Regions from separate parts of the Mus musculus genome. Here all the other regions are linked to region 4. The links are chromatin contacts, called in public Hi-C and promoter capture Hi-C maps. All regions are on one chromosome and are shown on one strand. Each heading gives the region's core, a stretch centred on a gene start, on an enhancer-like site or on the middle of the called end of the contact. The rest is flanking DNA. Distances are from core to core; before and after follow the strand shown. Region 1 holds the start of Thoc2l (THO complex subunit 2-like). Region 2 holds the start of Nudt9 (nudix (nucleoside diphosphate linked moiety X)-type motif 9). Region 3 holds the start of Suds3 (suppressor of defective silencing 3 homolog (S. cerevisiae)). Region 4 holds the start of Crlf2 (cytokine receptor-like factor 2).

Region 1 (2,700 bases), core at 108-2,607, 5.1 Mb after region 4:
ATGTGCTTTCTTTTCTTTTGTGTTTTCTTTTACCTCTATGTCAGCAGTTCTCAACCTTCCTAATGCTGCAACACTTTGATACAGTTAGTTCCTCATGCTGTAGTGACCCAACCATAACATTATTTTTGTTGCAACTTCATAACCTACTGTTATGAACTGTAATGTGAACACGGTTTCCAATGGCCTTAGGCGACCCATGCTACTTACACCATCTTTTGGAACTACAAAGCTTGCTGGTATCAAAATAACTGTTAAGTATAAAGAAGCTAGCATCCCCATTTTGGCTTGAAATGAAGCGAGAGTATTTATATGAGTGTTTAAGATTAAGACGTCTTCTGCAAAGCATTCAAAAGAATAACTTCTGCCAAATATTTGGGCATATCATGAATACATGCCTTCAAATTTGTATAAAGTATACTGCAGTGTTTTCAGTACTCTATAAACAATCAACGTTCTTGTCCATGCACCTTGGCTGAGTTTCTTGAACTGGGGCTTCCCAGTTCAAGTTAACAATAATGCCCAGTGTCAATTTAAGCTGATAATATTCTGATTTTGGTTGTAAATATGATCCTGAAAATCTCCTACGGGAGGTAAATTTCTGAGGGCAAATGTAGCAGGCAAACCTAGGGACGGCAAAACACACTCCTAAAATCCTGGCACCCCGTCCTTTCTCTTAATTTAATCGCAACCACCTTCCCCGTATCCAGCATTTCCACAGCTTCAGAATATTGCAAAAAACTACTTATTAGAACCGGGTGAGGAATACTGAAGTAATTCCCGGTAGTGCTGTCAACTCTTCACTCCTTTCGCTCCAGTTCCTGAGTTTACTGCACCTGGCACACAGTTTAACTCTTCGGAGCTCGCGGTCCAGAAACCACCTACTGCCTGCGGGCCAGGTAGGCGTTCTATGTGCCCAGAGACGCTCACGGGAGCCACCAAATGCCGGGGCTGAGGAAGCGCCCGGTGACACCAGATCTCATTTAAGGTCTGTTCGCTTCAAGAACGCCCCGGAAAGACTCGGGGGTCTGTGGCTTTCCCCTGCGTGTGTTAGCACAGCCCGGTCCGCCAAGCCGCCGCCGAGCTGGACAGAGGCCGCAGCCCGCCCGCTCGCCTGGGGGCCGCCATGCCGACTCACCGCTCGCTCGCGCTCCGCCCGCGCCGCCCGCCGCGACCGCGCCGGCTCGCGCCTCCCCGCTCCAGCCGCCGCGAACCGCCTCTACGCCGCGGCTCGGGAAGGGCTTCACCGCTCCGCGCCCTCCTGACCCAGCTCGATAGGGACACCAACGACACACCGCCGACTCCACAGAGCGGTGGGAAACCGGTCGGGATCTCCTCGGCGTTCGGCTGACGTCACTGCGGAGGGACGGCGGCGGTGCAGCGAGTCCTCTGCGCACGCGCGGCCGCACTTCGGTTGCTGGCGGGGGGCGGGGGGCGGGGGGCGGGGGGCGGGGTGGGGACTGAGGTCGTTGGTCATCACTGCGCCTTTGTTAGAAAATGCCTTGCTGAGGTGACTGTGTGCACTGGCGGTTTCATTTGAATGTGAATGCTAAATACAAACAATTCTGAGAGCTTTCCGAAAATGATGTGGTTCAACTGGTGGAAAATCTGGTAGTGTACTATGGAAAAAGTCTGTTTATCTCCCAAAGTATGTTGCATCTCAAGAGAAGTCAAGGCATGAGTTAGGGAAGGACTAAAATACTTGTTCACTGTAGACAGCTGCCAAAATTTGTTCCCAACCAAGCCCTTAAAGCTATTTATAAAACTTTTTATCAGAAGGATGTATGTATGCATTATACAGAAACTTGGAAATATTTTATAGTTATTGCACATTGTACTGGGAGAACTGGGACATTGCTACTTGTGGGTGTCTGTCATGCTCTCTATCCAGTATGAAAAGAAGCTTTGATGAGGGGTGAAAGTTAAACTTCTTTATTTTTAGATTAAAATTCTTTTTAATTTAAAAAGGCATCAGGTTTTAAATACATTAAGAATTGAACTCATATTTTGACCCCATCTCCGAAAATTGTCATTTCTGTTGTTATCTGGTTATTATGTCGTGTATGTATAAAATCAATAAATTGTTCAGGAGTATATATCTGACCATTATGTTACAAAGCAACAGAAATACATAAAATCAAATGAGATGTGCAAATATGCATATATGTATCTCAAACACATGACTTAATAAGGTTTTTTTGATTCAATAGTAAGCTGTAGACAGATAGAGATGCACATTAAAAAAAATTTTTACCATGATCAGGATCCACTACATTGCCTTGCATATAACAGTAGATACTGTATAAGTGGCTTGGTCACTTTCCAAGCAATTATTTCTATTTAGATGTCTTTGCCCAATATGAAAATAATGAATGTGGGTGGGAGATTGTTCATTTTTCTTTCCCCAGCAACTATTTAATGCCTGCATCTTGGCAAGAGCTGCACTTACCTGCAAACATCATGATGTCATTTTCCTTTATCCTGTGGTGTATCTGTGCCACATTTGCATTGCCCGTCCATCACTCGAAGGGCATTTAGGTGGTTCCCCCTCGCTAGCTATGGTGAACAGAGCAGCAATGGACACTGCTAAGCAAGCATCTGTAGGAGGATGTCCTTTGGGCATATGCAGAGGAGTGGATCTGAGTCATGGTAGATTTACTTTTAGCTTTTTGAGCAATATTGAGCATGCATGGTTTCTTATAT
Region 2 (2,889 bases), core at 155-2,654, 5.5 Mb after region 4:
GGGGCCAAGCTCCTAAAGAAAACTGTAGTCACAAAACTCTTGAAGTTACACGTCTTTTGTTTCTCGACAGATGTTTTACAATCATCTGTCTAGACCAGCAGGCACTCAACAAACACTTGTTGACTTAGCTTTGGGTTTTTCTTTGGAATAAGCAGTTTCAGTTCTGGATATACTTCTTTAAGTGTTCCTTTCCCTGTCGTGCTAGAAATCACCAATGAGCTTTTCGTTGTTCTGGTAACAACCAACAAAAATGCCATTAGTGACTTCCAGAGAGCAGGAAGTTCTCCCCTCAGCAAGCCCCACTGAAGAAGGTGTATAAAGGGTGTTAACCCACACCAGCAGAAAGAGGACACTCTGATTGAGGGGTTTTAAGCACTGTCAGGAAAGCAGAAAGGGGATGGCACCGTGGGGCCTACAAACCACAGCAGAAGTAATTCTATTTTCAATGAGGTGAAGGAATATGTCACTCCTGTTTGGGAAGCCCACAGAAATTCCAAACTCGGTCTCACACGGAGCCCAAATTGCCAGGGAACTAACCTCTTTCCTCTTCGGAACCGAAAGCTTGGTGAGTTTGCCTCCTAGATAAAAGTCAAGCTTGAGGCGTGGGTGGTATGTGTTTTAAGGAAGACACTGGTGTCAGAGAACTTAACAGAACCAAACTTACAAACTTTCCAAGTCACTAGGAAATAAAGTTGCGGCCACCTCGCCCAGGAGAGAAGGGAAAGAACGAGGTTCCCAGTACTGAGGCACTTGTGCGCACACTTCATCTCCAGTCTACCCAAAAGCCAATAATCAGCGCCTTCCAGCGCACAGAAAACACTGTCTGCTACTCAGATTAACAGTATATATTAACAGTATATTCCATTATATGGACTCGGTATCACCTCTAGCACGGAGCAACACACCATAAATGCTCTTCAAACTCTGGTGATCTATGAATTAGCGTTGGCGCCTTATCTGGATGGGCAAATTAAAAAGTCAGAGATCGAGAAGGGTCCTTGCTATTGGCTTCCCAAAATCCAGTACTTCAGCACAGCCTACATAACCTCTGGAAAAGGAAGGAGGGGATCGCAGGTCCACCCGAGGTCTCGGAACCGCAGCCCGTCCTAGAATCGGGGTACCTGGGTGCGGGGACGGCGCGGCAGGCTGAGGACCGGACAGTCACTGACGCGAGGGCCACCGAGAGCGACACGGTGGCTACCGCCTGCCCCAGGGAGCGGCCGGCCATCGGCGCCTGGCGCCTGGCGCGCGGCCCGCGAGGGTTCGGAGGTGGCCGGCCTCGCCCGGAGCCCCGCCTTGAGCCCCGAACCTGCAGCCAGCGGGCACTAGGACCCGGCCGCGCTCCCCCAGCGCCGCTGGCCGGCGGCGCCAGCAGCCCCACGACGTACCCGACGCGCGACCGCGCTTTACGGCCACGCCGCAAACTAACCTGTGTGCCAGGCCTCTCCGTCTGCGCAGGCGAACTGGAGTGCCGCGGCGCGGCAGGACGCGGAGACCCAGAACCCTGAGGCTGAGCGGAAGGAGGGTCAGGGGCGACCACGTGCTTCCAGGAGAGGAGGGCCGTACGGAGGAGTCACGTGAGCCATGCGAGGTTTGAGAAGACGTAGGATGAGTCAGTGACGAGTCTTGAAACACCTTGGTTTGGTTTCCAGAAGCCAAGTAACTTGCTTTTCGAAACTTGCCCGCATACCGGATTCAGAGACCGCCTGTGAACAACAAAATGTGGGCGTCCCGCCGGTCACGTGATCAGGCCAGTCACGTGACCCCTAACCCTTAAGGAGGGAATCCCCCAACCCTGGAACGCAGCCTGGGCTCCCCAGAGCCCCCTTCACGGTGCTGTCCGTGGTGTTGGTGACTCTGATAAACCTCTTGTCCAAAAGGAAAGCCGGCCTCGGTTTCCCACTTTCGAACCCCAAAGCCAAAACTTACAGACAAGCTGTGAAAGTGGCACGCGGTCTGGATAATAACGAACGAAGGACTAAAGTTAGCCAGATTGAAAGTGGTAAAGCCAGGCGTGCATCGCGGCTTGCACTCCAGGTTTCATTCGTTTAATTGTTGATGAGACATATTCTAAGCCTATCATCAACTTTGGGCCTTGCAAAACACACCGTATGGCGTTGGCTCTTAAAGCCAGGCCAATCAAATACTAACAGTATCCTGAAATCCACAGCACTCTTGGGATGGGACAGCAAGAAAAAAGGACTGCACAGTAACACTTCAGGGCGTTGCCTTCGTGACTATACTACACCCCTTAAAATGCCCGCTTAGAAAAACTAAAAGTATGGGAAATTTCCTCCCCACCCCTGCCCAAACCTGGTGACAGATAGGCAGATCCCTGGAGCAAAGTAAAGATTATATTTTCTTTCTCTGCACTTTGGGGCATAAGCCTACCACCCCACAGTTTCCTGGAGATGTGGTAGACATGTCGTTGAGGTGTGAGCGAGCACTCAGGAAGATAAATCACCTTGGGCTCCAGCCCCTTCCAGAGATGGTTGTTTTCAGCTTGCTCCACTGCTCCTGTCATAAGAAACACGTTTGTTTCTACACACACACACACACACACGAACACCTTAGATCCTTCAGCACCATTCCCCGGCCTTCAAGATCCCTATTCTTTTTTTTTTATTTTGGTTTTTTTTTTTAATGAAACTAGAACCCAGTTCATAATGTAGGCTTTCCTACGGCAGCAGTAGCCAATAAAAATCTTTCCTTGTGACTTTAACTAGTATCCTCAAACAGGCTAGTGGTTTTGGTTTGGTTTTGTTTTGTTTTGTTTTAAGATTTACTTACTTATGTGGATGGACAGGGGTTTTGCCTGAGTATCTGTGCACCCCAAGTCTTTAGTGCCCGTATAGTCCAGAAGAGAACTTTAGATTCCTCAAGACTGGA
Region 3 (2,700 bases), core at 53-2,552, 7.6 Mb before region 4:
GCTTCTGCTTCTCCTCCTCCTCCTTCTTCTTCTTCTTTTTGTTTTTTGTTTTTCGAGACAGGGTTTCTCGGTGTAACCCTGGCTGTCCTGGAACTCACTCTGTAGACCAGGCTGGCCTCAAACTCAGAAATCCACCTGCCTCTGCCTCCCAAGTGCTGAGATGATTCCTCCTATTCCTCCTCCTCCTCCTCCTCCTCTCCACCTTCTTCCTCTTCCTCCTCCACCTCTTCCCTTTCCTCCTCTTCCTCCTCTTCTAAGCAAAACTGTAACACTATGTTTCACAGGGCTACACAGATTAACACATGGAGAGATTCAGTTTCATGGCTTGGTTTGTTTTTTTTTGTTTTTAAGACAGGGTTTCTCTGTGTATCCATGGCTGTTCTGAAACACGAATTGCAGACCAGGCTGGCCTTGAACTCAGCCTGCCTCTGCCTCCCTAGTCCTGGGACTAAAGGTCACTTTGCTCAGCGTTGGCTTCTGAATTTAAGCCAATGTAGTTCCTGGAGGGAAATGCCCTATTTACTCAAGTAAAAATTAGCAGGTTATTAAATTACTGTTTTAGGCTAAAATACCTTAAAAATTATGTTTGGGGAAGCACAAGGAAGTTATCCTGTGGACAGCTGTGGATCTGGGATGCTAGACTGACGCCACCGTTTTTTCTTTTTTCTTTTCTTGAAAGGAGAAAGAATGACAACTCTTTTGATCATTTGTAAAACCGGTAGAACAGCTTACCCAGTAAATCTACTCAAAAGAAAGTACTGGCAAGGCCTAGGGACACACTTTCACCTGACCGGTGGATGAAATGGCAACAACTTGCCTTTACCATAATTTTTAATAAAGCCCCCATTAAGGCAGGGGAGCAACCACGCACAACATTTTCTGTATCCCACACACTCTGGCTGGCCAGGCGTCCAAGCCCACCGCGGGAACCGTTCGTGCCATTCACCTGCATGAATCAGAGACCATGCTACCTATCCAGGGCTCTGCAAAGCCTCCGCCCATCAGGTCGAGTCCATCCACACTTTAGTTTTGACTCCAGGCGCCGCCTGGTGGCCACTGCCAGAAGTGCCACCTCCAACTCCGGGGTCCTGACTGCTGGCGCGGCTGCCCCTGGATATGCCTGACTCCAGAGACTCCCGCCTCCGCCCCTTCCGCCGTGGCCGATCGCGGATTCTTAAGACAGTGACGCCGCCGCGGCCGCCGTGTCAGAAACCGTGGAGCCCCGGCGTCTCACCTACCGTCTCGAGGACGGCCTGATCAGGCTGTCACCGAGCAGCCCACGACCCGGAAGTAGCCGGCTGCGCGAGGCCCCCGTTGCCCAGCGCGGGCGCCGGGGTGCGGGGTGGGGGGCGGAGCTCGGAGCCGAGGGGAGTCCCGGTGCCCGCGGCTCGGAACCGCGCGAGGTTGCGGGGCTCCGGGGACGCAGCCAGGCGGCCGCGATCTCCGCGGGACCGGCTCCGCCGCGGCCCCGAGGCGGCGACATGAGCGCCGCGGGGCTGCTGGCTCCGGCGCCGGCTCCGGCTGCAGCGCCGGCCGCCCCGGAGTACTACCCGGAGGACGAGGAGGAGTTGGAGAGCGCCGAGGACGACGAGCGCAGCTGCCGGGGCCGAGAGTCCGACGAAGGTGCGGGTGTGGGGACGGGGCCCGGGTGCGGGTGGTCAGAGGTCGCCAGAGCTCTTGCGAGCCAGGGGTCCCCAGCCCAGCGTCTCTCATTTCCGCACTCGGGTCGGAGCAATGCTCGCCCTGGCTTTCTCGCTCCCAGCTTCTCTCCTCCCACTGTTTTAATGCCCCTAGCTCCGCTTGGGGAGCCGGAATGGGACAGGCGATAAGTCTTCCTTTGGCCGGCACCTCTCCCCCGCCCCCAGCTTTGTGACCTTAAAGCTGTCTTGTTTACCCACCTCCTGCGTGGTAGCTTGGAGTCCTCATCTCCTAGGTTGGGAGGGGTTCAATGGAATCGTGTCCTGCCACGGCGAAGTGGGCGAAAGGGGAGGTTGGGATTTGTTTTCAGGTCCGAGTAGTCTGCATTTGCGTGATCGCTCCTCCAGCCTCAGGTCTCGATCCGGGACCTTGTTTATTTACCTTTTGGCGGGTGTGAGGGACACCCAGAGGGATTATTGAGGAAGGAGCTGGCTAGGTGGGGGAGAAGCTAGAAGCAGAAGGGGCAAGGGGAGGTCTTTGTATGGGCGGAGTGGACAGTATTCAGGCATAGAGTCGGGCTGTAAAAAGCCAAAAGCTACCCCCAACTGCGGGCAGGATCTTAAGTCTCTCAAATGCGTAGTAACATAGCTAGCTGGCTCTAGACAGGGCTTCCGTGAAAGTTCCTTCCACCGAAGGAAAGGAGGCGGCTTTGTGAGGACTTGGGTCTGCTCCGGCCTCAGTGCACGCAGAGCAAGTTATAGGAACTGAGTGCGTTTGTTTTAACTATGGTTAAAAAACAAAACAAAACAAAACAAAAACAAAATCAAGGTTTAACTAGGGATTTTTCAATGTGAAAGGTGCACTTCTTTTAATGACCACGAGGGGGTACAGCGAAGACAAAATTGACCCTCTTCACTCAGGCCATTGGATCCAGATCTTTGCTTAAGACCAGTTTAAATTAAGCAGTTTAGAACACTGATTTTTCTGAGGGTCCAGGTTGGAGTGGCTCACGACTGTCTATATGTCGCAGGATATTTGATCACACTGTGAACCCCGAGACCG
Region 4 (2,806 bases), core at 268-2,767:
CGCCATCTTTTTATGTATGCATTTTCTTTGTTTTGTGTTAAGAAACAGTGTACCTTGATGAATGTATCCATCAGCTTTCTTGTTTTTCTTCTGTATTATAAGACTGGTGCTGAGCGTGGTGGCACACGCCTCTAATCCCAGCACTGGGGAGGCAGAGGCAGGTGGATTTCTGAGTTTGAGGCCAGCTTGGTCTACAAAGTGAGTTCCAGGACAGCCAGGGCTATACAAAGAAACCCTGTCTCGAAAAAAAATCAAAAAACAAAAACCAACCAAACAAAAAGACTGGTGCTTGCTTTGAGAAAATAATCCAGATACACACTCCCTTGTGTCCATATTTATTTGTTATCCATGCCAACTCCTTGCTTGCCTGTAAGTACTGGAACCTCGTTCCCTGCAGATCGATGACCCAATTGAGGTTTGTCTGCAGCAGGAACAGATGTTTTGTTCCACTCACCAGTGATCCTAAGATTGTGTGGAGAGTCCTCTGGGGACCATGGGACCGTCTGCAGAGTTTGTGCACAAGGTGACCCGGAGCTGGTGCCGACTGGAAGGGCTGCAGTGCCCTTTCTTTTTTCTTTCTTTCTTTCTTTTCTTTCTTTTTTTTTTTTTTTTTTTGGTTTTTTGAGACAGGGTTTCTCTGTGTAGCCCTGGCTGTCCTGGAACTCACTTTGTAGACCAGGCTGGCCTCAAAATCACAAGAACAACGCACCTAGAGGTGTCACTGTTCACAGAAAGTAGGGTAACCTTATATTAATCATTAATTAAGTACATGGCTTACTCACAAAACCACAGGTCAATATGATGGTAGCCATTTCTCAATTGAGATCCCCGGTTCTCAACATCTTCAGGTTTGTGTCCTTATGAATGAAACCATTTTCCACCAAACTTTAGTAATTGGTGTAACAATGCACAGTGCTGCCCTGTTTGTAAGTTCAAATTTGTATATTACTTAAAATCTTTGTATGATTAAGTACGACTTTTGTTAAGACAAAGAAAAAGATATGTTCACTATTATCTAATATTTACATACCATTTAAGTTTCAACAAAGCGATTTACTTTTGTGCTGGGCCACCTAGAGACTGGGAAAGGGAGAAGCAGAAGTGACCTGGAACAGAAAGTCACACGATGGCCAGCCACCTCCATCTTGGTGAGGTCAATGTGCAACCAAATGACAGAACAAAGAAGTAGAGAGGAACAGACATATGGGAGCAACACCTCCCTTCTGTTTTTGGATAAAAGACACACAATTTTTATTATTTACAAGTAAGCCTTAAAAAGCACCACAAGAGCCGGGCAGATTAGATGGGCGGGGGCGGGGCCTTGGAGGTTTGGGGGCGGGGACAGGCCGCGAGGGGCGTGGTCGGGGCGCACGCGGAGTCCACCCCCCCCCCCCCGCCCCCCCCCCGCTTCCCCCTATCCGGGTGATTGATGGGAAGAGGAAGCCGGGCCACGCCCATGTCGGTGAGTCGCCGCATCCGTTTATTGCCGTGGCCCCGCCCCGTCGCCCCAACCCCCGCCCCCGGCTTCCCGTTTTCGGCTCTAAGCGGCCTGGGCGCCCTCGACTCGGACCGGCTCGGACCGAACCAGCTGTCAATCACTGCAGCGTCCGCGGCCCCGCCGGCGACATGGCATGGGCACTCGCGGTCATCCTCCTGCCTCGGCTCCTTGCGGCGGCAGCGGCGGCGGCGGCGGTGACGTCACGGGGTGAGGAGTGAGCGGGGGCGGGGCTGCCTGTCAATCGCCGCGGTGGGCGGGGCCCGAGCAAGAGCTACCAAGTTGCTTTTCGTCCCATCATTGCTTTTCGTCCCATCATGAATATGCAAATAAGGCCTCTGGCCCTCCTAAGGGCGATCGGATAGCGCTTCGTTTGCATATTCATTTTGATCTTTGCGTATGCATGAGCCCCGCCCTCCCCCCCTACGCTCGGCGCTTTCTCCTCAGTAATATGCAAATGAGACCTAAACCCCGCCTTGACCTCATTAGCATAGTGCTGCCGCCACAATCTCGCTCCTCCTCCTGAATATGCAAATAAGGCCTCTGGGCCGCTCCTTCTTTGCATATTCATATACAGCTTTCCCGCTTATATGCAAATAACGCTTCGCCCCTACCGAGTTCTCACTCATCGCTTCTCATTTGCATATCCATCGGGAGATACACATATTCATGAGCGATGTATTTCTGTCTTCCATCCCCTCATGAATATAGAATTGATGCCCTGTCCATATGGATCACTATGCATTTGCATATTTTCCCCACGATTTACATATGCACAAGCCTCAACGTCTTGCTCCAACGTCCCTGATCATGAATATGCAGATGAGACCTCAGATCTCCGAAATTGAATCTGCCCGCTCCTCATCATATACTGCTATTCTCATATGCACCAGCCACAAAGTCTTCCATCCTTTTCCCCTCATGAATATGCAAAGAATGCTTCCCCAGTCCATCTCCACTCTGGTTCACTGCCTGCTCATTTGTGTATCCATTGGTCGCTTTGCATAGTGGTGAGCCCCGCTTCCCTACCGCTTTCTTTGCGATCATGTATATTCAAATGAGGCTCCGACTTGCTAGCTGCTCATTTGCATATTCGAGAAGCGCTTTCCATATTCATGAGCCCCCAATCCTTTTCCTTTTCTCTGTTTGTGAATATGCAAATGAGGTGTCGCCCACCGCTACAGTTCTTGGGCCTCTCGTTTACATATTCATTCCCTATATTTGCGTACGAGCCAGAATGTCTTCCTCTGTCTTCCCCTGCCTAGTGCATATGCAAATGAGGCCCGGCCTGCTCCCAGCGCCCTAGCCAAG

Evidence for each region. Promoter capture Hi-C pulls out the DNA fragments that hold promoters and counts their contacts. Hi-C and Micro-C count contacts between places; a contact is called where the count stands out from the background.
Region 1: a contact with region 4 is called in a promoter capture Hi-C map of hippocampal neurons, with 4 times the contacts expected there. The contact joins the promoter of Thoc2l here to the promoter of Crlf2 in region 4. A contact is called at or near these places in 1 of 39 promoter capture datasets (hippocampal neurons) and 1 of 484 Hi-C or Micro-C datasets (rod photoreceptor).
Region 2: a Hi-C map of CD8 T cells shows a contact between it and region 4, with 5 times the contacts expected there. The contact joins the promoter of Nudt9 here to the promoter of Crlf2 in region 4. A contact is called at or near these places in 3 of 484 Hi-C or Micro-C datasets (CD4 T cells, CD8 T cells and regulatory T cells).
Region 3: a contact with region 4 is called in a Hi-C map of CD8 T cells, with 4 times the contacts expected there. The contact joins the promoter of Suds3 here to the promoter of Crlf2 in region 4. A contact is called at or near these places in 2 of 484 Hi-C or Micro-C datasets (CD4 T cells and CD8 T cells).

What each region holds. Positions count from the first base shown.
Region 1 is chr5:104,507,007-104,509,706 of GRCm38.p6, reverse strand. Thoc2l (THO complex subunit 2-like) reads right to left here and starts at 1,357. Exons shown (of 8, transcript NM_001166581.2): 1 at 1,136-1,357.
Region 2 is chr5:104,045,379-104,048,267 of GRCm38.p6, reverse strand. Nudt9 (nudix (nucleoside diphosphate linked moiety X)-type motif 9) reads right to left here and starts at 1,404. Exons shown (of 8, transcript NM_028794.4): 1 at 1,122-1,404. The coding sequence starts at 1,228. Mir5619 (microRNA 5619) reads right to left here and starts at 265; the gene lies at 205-265.
Region 3 is chr5:117,114,595-117,117,294 of GRCm38.p6, reverse strand. Suds3 (suppressor of defective silencing 3 homolog (S. cerevisiae)) reads left to right here and starts at 1,302. Exons shown (of 12, transcript NM_178622.5): 1 at 1,302-1,623. The coding sequence starts at 1,482.
Region 4 is chr5:109,557,704-109,560,509 of GRCm38.p6, reverse strand. It overlaps Crlf2 (cytokine receptor-like factor 2), which reads left to right and starts at 1,517. Exons shown (of 8, transcript NM_016715.4): 1 at 1,517-1,705. The coding sequence starts at 1,627.